Linked DNA regions of Mus musculus: region 2 is linked to region 1. The links are chromatin contacts, called in public Hi-C maps. All regions are on one chromosome and are shown on one strand. Each heading gives the region's core, a stretch centred on a gene start, on an enhancer-like site or on the middle of the called end of the contact. The rest is flanking DNA. Distances are from core to core; before and after follow the strand shown.

What was found. A called contact is a pair of places that touch in the nucleus more often than the background predicts.
Region 2: a contact with region 1 is called in a Hi-C map of forebrain, with 2.7 times the contacts expected there. The contact joins two enhancer-like sites. A contact is called at or near these places in 3 of 484 Hi-C or Micro-C datasets (cerebral cortex and forebrain) and 4 of 115 datasets of contacts at active chromatin or transcription factors (VIP interneurons, astrocytes, embryonic basal ganglia and 1 more).

Annotation. Positions count from the first base shown.
Region 1 is chr6:92,392,638-92,396,348 of GRCm38.p6, forward strand. The region is part of intron 8 of Prickle2 (prickle planar cell polarity protein 2); the gene reads right to left. Among named protein-coding and RNA genes, the nearest start is that of Gm38862, 10 kb to the right of the region's middle. Within about 2 kb of position 1,519, at least 23 of the 459 cell types and tissues checked have an H3K27ac peak or open chromatin away from gene starts, as enhancers often do. A contact at or near this core is called in cerebral cortex and forebrain, where this site is marked.
Region 2 is chr6:92,663,802-92,667,300 of GRCm38.p6, forward strand. The region is part of intron 2 of Prickle2 (prickle planar cell polarity protein 2); the gene reads right to left. Among named protein-coding and RNA genes, the nearest start is that of Prickle2, 41 kb to the right of the region's middle. Within about 2 kb of position 1,895, at least 52 of the 459 cell types and tissues checked have an H3K27ac peak or open chromatin away from gene starts, as enhancers often do. A contact at or near this core is called in cerebral cortex and forebrain, where this site is marked.

The DNA.
Region 1 (3,711 bases), core at 269-2,768:
CCTGTAATTCCTGTTCTTTTAGTCACTTTGTTATTTCTAGGACAAAATACAGACAAACTTAAGGGAGGAAGGGTATATTTTGCCTCACAGCTTCAGGCAGATGCAGTGCATCATGGTGGAGAAGACACGGCAGCAGGAAAGGAAGGATGCAGAGGGTGGGGCAGGAGGCTGGTATCCACACCGTGAAGCAGAGAGAGAATAGGAGGTGGGCTGGCCACAAAGCTGTCTAGGAAGTCTCTGTCTCCTAAATGTTCAATTTTCCACTCCTAACCTCATCTGAATTCAAGGGTAGCAGATACCATAATTCTTACTTTCCAAAAGAGCAATCAGAGTCCAGGAGAGGCTGAGAGTGACCCAGGCAGAGCAACCAGGGTATATTCAAGTCCTGGCTAAGGAGGATGAAGGCTTCGGTAACTAGCTACCTCCCAGGCATGAAGGTACCAAACAGCCATCTTGGAGCCACTCACACTCTTCCTGAGACCTCAGTGGTCAGCCCATGGTACTCTCTGTCACTATTCTCTCTGCTTGGCAAGCTGCTCTAGAATACCATTCGGGACAATTTGTTTCCTCTCGTGATCTTAGTTTATGATCTTAGCTCCCTACATCGAACACCCTCAGCTGATCCTCCTTCTCTTCCTTCTTTTACATCAAGACAGGCTCACCATATAGCCCAGGATAGCCTCAAACATAATCTTCCTATTTCAGCCTCCTGAGAGCTAGGACTGGAAGTTGTGCCCTTGCATTCTGCTCACCCTAGCCGAGTTCCCCTTCAGGCAGCAGGCAGGGATTTAACTGGAAAGAACATGGGGGTTGATGGAGATGCTCCTCGTGGTTTAGAGGATTATAATAGTTCATCTTTCTCCTTTTCACAGCAACAGGTCTGCTACCATAGGGAGAAGAGCCCACAGTCTGCTAACAGAGTGGAGGAAGAGAAAAGTTGCATTCGAGCTGCAGAAAGGGTTAGCCTGGTCTGATCTGAGGCCACCTATGATAGATTTAACAGGGGCAAGGGCACACATTTGCCTGATCCACACCCACAATTGCTGCTGCTGCAAAACAGATCTGAAACATCCGTGCTGGCAGAGAGGCACTTCTGAAGGTAGGGTCTACCTGCTGCCATGACAATGTCAAATGTTGGGATTTACAAAAGGAGACATGAATGGCCAAGCTGTCCCCCACTAGAGGGGGGTCTACTACATTAAGTCAGCAAACTGTCCTGTGCTGTTTAAGTTCACTGAGAGGTAGGGGTGATCTACTTCAGACCCAGATATGTTTAGAGTGTGTCCTCCAAGACCCCTGGTCCAGGATGTGCTGCCCCCAGCCCTATGAGAAGGAAAAGGAGGCCAGCAAAACAGTCCAAGAGTGAACGTACTGCAGACTTGAGAACAGGAGAGTGAACAGTTGGCTTGAAAGCCTTGTGTCCTTGGCTTAAAAGCCTTGTGTCCTTGAATGCAGCTGGGAGGTAAATCGTTCCTAGGCATCTTCCCTAAGCAAAAGACTCAGCTACTATTTATCCCACAGCATACAAATGCCTGTGGTGGGGATGGCACATCAGACACATCACCTAGGAGGAGCCATTCTGCTCCAGCTGGTACTTTTGGTCTCCCAGGTGTCCCCACTCAGTTCTGTGACAGAAAAAATAAGTGTCTTATTGGAAGCTCTATCATCTTCCTGCTGCTTGCTGTTTTCTACCCACTTGATCTCAATAAACTTGATCTTCAGAACCCAAAGGATGTCTACTATGGATCATTCGCCATGTGAAACAAGAGAACTGCAGGGAGATGGGGTAGCCAGGGCTACTTTAAAGAGCCTACTCAGTATTATGATGCCATATTACCTTTTAAAGGAAAATTGACAATATAATTTTTCACAATACAACCTCCTCACAAAAGATAATTTTGTGGCAGGATTTTGTCTTATGAGATTATATAGACCTTGCTAGCCTGGAGCATGCCATGTAAACCAAGCTGGCATTACACACAGAGATCCACCTATCTCTGCCCCCTGAATGCTGGGATTAAAGGTATGCACTACCTCATTCAGCCTGCGGCAGGGTTCTGAACCTCATCTCTATTGACATTTGGGGCTGGACAATTCTGGTGGGACTGTTCTGTGTACATATACTGCCTGGCATTGCTACAAAAATTAACTGGGATAATTATACAGTAGGCGTTAACATGGTGTCCCACTTAGAAGGCTTGCCAGCTGTTAGCTCCACTTATGACAGTAGATCTTGGTTGCCTTGGGGATGTACAGAGGCGACACTGTGGACAAGGGAGTGGGAGTGGAAAGATTCAGAAACTCAGGATGGGGATGTGAGAATCTTATGCTAAGTCGTTAAAAAAAGAGACTGTAAAGGTGGAGAAAGCAAGCTGAGAGCTCGCATGCACTGCTCTTTTCCTAATCATGGATACAATGTAATCAGTGCCTCAAACCCTTGCTGGTTTGTCCATTCCACTATGACAGGCTATACCTTGAGCCCAAATAAAGATTTCCTCCCTTAAGTCGCTTTGGTAAGGTTATTATTTTTTTTAATCATAGAAAGAAGAAACTAAGACAAGTGGAAGGATGCAGAACTTTAAGAGATGGATGAAAGCCTGTAACTATGGCAACCCTCATATACAGGGAAAATGTCAACTATTTAATCTTTCTTCTTAAAGACAAATAGATAGGTCCAAAGTGCTTGGAGCTGGCTGTCCATAGCCAATACTGGCTTGTTTGTGCAAGAGAAGAAGATAAATAGTGGGACTGGGTGAATCACACTTCTGTTTAGCTTGCTTTTAAAGCTTACTGTTCATCTAAAGGGAAGCTTTTGCTCTAGTTAGATTTATAAATCAGTTGTTTGACTAAGGTGGTACCTGGGATAAAATGAGAATAAACTGTGTATGAAATCCAGATCTAACCAGGGCAGAAGGCAGTCCTAAAAAAAGGTAAACTCCATCAATACAAATACCCACAGAAGGAGTTCATAGATAGTTTTTTTTTTTTTTAAATTCTTGTTTCCACTTTAAATAGCAACTTCTCCCTCACCCAGCATAAGTGCTATTTTTGATCACTGCTTCCGTATGGTCTTAAATATGCTTTCTCAGCCTTCCCTGCAAGTCCTCTGACTTTCCACGGTCCTGCACCTGACTAGAGAAAACAGGAGCAGGGTGGTGCTGCCAGAGGAGCAGCAGGAGGCTAGGTTTGAACCAGAGCTGAGGTTCACAGTTCCAAAGGAAGCTATCTCCTCCAAGGTTCCCTCAGCCCTGGGCTCCGCTGAGCTCCCGGGACTAGGCAAGTGCTCTCTTTGCACATGTTATCTGTGACCATGTTCTCCTCTCCTCTTCCCTTGCATTTCAGAGTGCTTGCCTGACCATTCTCTATGTAGCTGAACATAAACATTTTCTTCTCTAATCTGGCTCATTTCTTTCTTTGCACTTACCATAATCTGTTTCTCTCTCTGTTTGCACATCCCTCTTAGCTACCAAACCAATTCTCTGCTGCACTCTGCCTGAGAGCCACTCTGGTGGTTCCCTTTCTCTCTGACTCCCAGGTAAGTTTGATCAATGGGAGAGGATGAGAGACAGAAGACCAGAGGCCAAGGTTTTACTGGTCTGGCTCCTTCCTACTAGGCTACAGGTACTTTTCTTCTTGAGACTAGATTTGCAGTCCAGAGGCTGCATCTAGCTTTCCTTAATTACCTCCTGAGTGCAGCAGCTGTTTCCTGCT
Region 2 (3,499 bases), core at 645-3,144, 270 kb after region 1:
GAAAACCCATTAACTCTGCACCCACTGCCATTTATAACCTCTGTGAACTAGCTGCAAGGTGACTGTTCTACTTTTTTTTTTTTTTTTTCTGTTGCTGTGACAAAAAAACATTCTGATGAAAAGCAACTTAGGGCAAGGAAAGATGCATCTGACTCACGCTTACAGGTCCCAGCCCATCATTAAGAGAAGCCAGCACAGAAACTCAAGCAGCAGCTTGAGACAGACACCACAGAGGGACAGACACTCCTTGCTGATTGGCTCCTTTGTACTTAGCTCTCTTTCCTGTACAGCCTGAACCACCTGTCTAGGGATGGTTCCGCCCACAGTGGTCTGGCCCTTCCTACGCCAGTCAATCAAGACAATCTTTACAGACAGTCTATGGGTCAGCCTGATCTAGGCAGTCCCTCCACTGCAGCTTTCCTCTCAGGTGACTTCAGAGGCTAACCAGGAGAGGGACCAAGCTGTGCCTGTATTTACTTCAGAGGCATTTAGACTGTGGCTTTTCACTCCAGCATCTGTCCAACTTCTATCAAGTAGCTCCTGGGACCTGGTACTGGGTTTAGAGACCTGTGATCCAACACTGGCTAGAAATGCTCAGAACAAATCTGTTGGCTGACTGATGCCTCAGAGAATAAGACTCCCGTTTGGTAAAAATGCCCACCAAGGTTGGCATACCTGGCGGTTGCCAGGTAACTGTGGGGTGGAGTTTAGACAGAATGCTAACAAAGGCTGCTGTGTAAGCGTGAAGACAAGAGTTTGATCCCCCAAGCCCATGAAATAAAATACAAAAGCTGAGCATGTAACATGTACTTGTGACTCCAGAGACAAAGACAGGCAGATCCTTGGGGCTCACTGCCAGGCAGCCTGGCCTTATTGGTAAGCCCCAGGTTCCCAAGAGACACACTCCAAAAAAACCAAGGTGGACCACTCCTGAGTTTGTGTTTTGTATTCTGGGAATGAGCAGAAGCGCATGGGAGCTGGCCAGGCTTGCAGAACCAGGACCGTAGCTCCTATTGCAACATTCCTAGGGAGCAGAAGCAGGTTACTGCTAAAATTGGATCAGGCTCAGCACAGTCCTGATGGATAAGCTGACCCAGCTTCAACCTTCTGAGGAGGCATAGGCTCAGCTGGGGGTGGGGGGCGGGACACTAGAAAAGAGTAACAAAGCTCTTTGTCAACAACAGCACCTCCACCCCCCAGACATACCCATTTTCCTAGGAAATCTGTCCTCCAAGCTTCTGTCTCCAATGGAGAGGAAATAGGGGTTTCAAGAGCAATTTACCTGATACTCCCTGTTTTAAAACACATGACCAACTTAAAGCCCAGAGAACCACATAGCAAACCTGTCAGTTTCAGGGTTTCCATCTCCCCATGTGTGAACTGGCAATAGTAAGCAAATCCACTTAATGGGGGATCTGGGCTTATTTAAAGAGTGCATGAAACGGCCTTGGGAGAATGCCTGGCAGGAGAGAGTGAAACACACGTTTGGGATTCATACCCTCCTTCCAGGCTTGCCTCCTCAAGAGGGGACCGAGAAAATCTGACAGACCATGCGACAGTGTCCTTCCTATTCTGCATATGGAACAAAGCAAATAGGGGTTGCTTCTCTAAAATTAACCCCTTTCTATCTTTGAGCTAGAGAAACTAGACCTAACAGTTGTAGCAGGGGACAAGAAGGGAAGGAGGGCGCGGGGGACTCTTCACTTCAAGAACAAATGGCCTTCTTTAAACAAAAGGTGGGCTGAGGGGGGCAGCAAGGGATTTGCCTCTCTTATGAAGCCAGGCTAATTACTTTTCTGTAGGTTTTTCAATTAAATAAGCTCAGGGCCAAGGACACCTCGCCATATGTAGGAGACTGCCCTCTGCTGTGGGTTTTCATTACTGCAGGAAGTTTGGGTGTTTGGATTTTTCAGGTCCAGGAATTAATTCTAGGACTGTTGCCAGGAGAGGATGCTGGCCTATTCAACTCTGCCCTCTGCCCTCCAAAGAGAAAAAAGAACCCCCCAGTGTTTGCAATCAAAGGAAGAAATGTTTGGGGAGCATCCCAGACCAGAGGATGTTGTTAAGAACAAAACTACTCACACCCCTAATGACTCAGCCTTAAGGCCAGGGAAAGGCTCTCATGAACAAAGGCAGGGCAACTGTGGAACCATCCCTAAGGCTCATGCACACAGCAAGCTGTTACTCAATACCAGGTGGTGACCTGGAGGAATCGGCAAAAGGAAGCTCAAGTGATCAGAGTAGACTCACGATACACATCCCCTGTCCCTGGAGGGAAGTCTGGGGAAGGCCTGACAGGCAGGGAGAAAATTCATGACTCTGGCTTGTTGTGTATGGAAGATGGGGCACACACAGCACAGCATTGTGTGGCGATCAGAGGACAGGTCTGTAGAGTAAGTTCTTGCCTGTGCCTACATGGATTCCAGTGGCCCAACTCAGGTTTCCAAGCTTGTATAGCAAGCACCTTTCCTGCTCAGCCATCTTCCCTTGCCACGCTGTTTATTTCTTCTAACTGATTTTCTGTAATATTGTCATTTTCACTGGCGATTATTACAGATGTTCTACGGATATTCCCACATTTGTGAATAGCACGGATAGCCTACAGTTGCACTGAAACTTGGAGCTGCCAACATATCAGTTCCAACTTCTGCTGGGAGGAGCCTAAGCTGGTGAAATAAACCTTACCTCTACAGCTTAATAACTTTCTTTTACTTGGGGATGAGGGTTTCAGGACAGGGTTTCTCTGTGTAGTCCTGTCTATCCTGGGACTCTCTCTTTCTCTGTAGACCAGGCTGGCTTTGAACTCAAGAGATCTGCCTGCCTCTGCCTCCCATGTGTGGCACCATGCCTGGCTAACAAATTAATAATTTTAAAACTTGTGCAAGGCACAACTTTATGAGCCTGTTTTCTCATCTATAAAATGGGATTCCCACTTACCTTAGGGGGTTGTAGAGACTGGAACTCATATCGATATCAGTTAGCTCTGGAAGATAGTCATATTAGCCTGTGCTGACCTGTGGCTTGGAGTCCAGTCTAAAAGGATTTTACATGAAGGTAGGAAGCTGAATATTCTACGAGCTTTGCTTGAGGAATGGGGATGCCTCGTGAGGCAGAGACAGGGGCTCAAGTTTCACCTGGCTCTGTTATATCACGGCTCTGTTAGGCAAGCCCTTTCACCTCCCGGGCCTTCATCCTCCATGAAATAGTAATTATAAAACAACACCCACAAACAACAACAACAAAACACTCTTAGAGAATAGTAGTAGGCAAAACATTTTTCTAAGACACGCAAATAGAACACATAACCACAGTGATAAATATATTCAAGGGGCACTCCTGTCTAATGGTGTGTAACAAAGAGAAGGTGAACTAACAGTACTTAATTATGGATCCTCAGTCATAAACACTGATATTCTATAGGTTAGAAAAATATATGAGTTCCAATGGGATCCATTTATTGAGAACTAACAATCAAAATGAGATTTCAATTTAAAGGGGT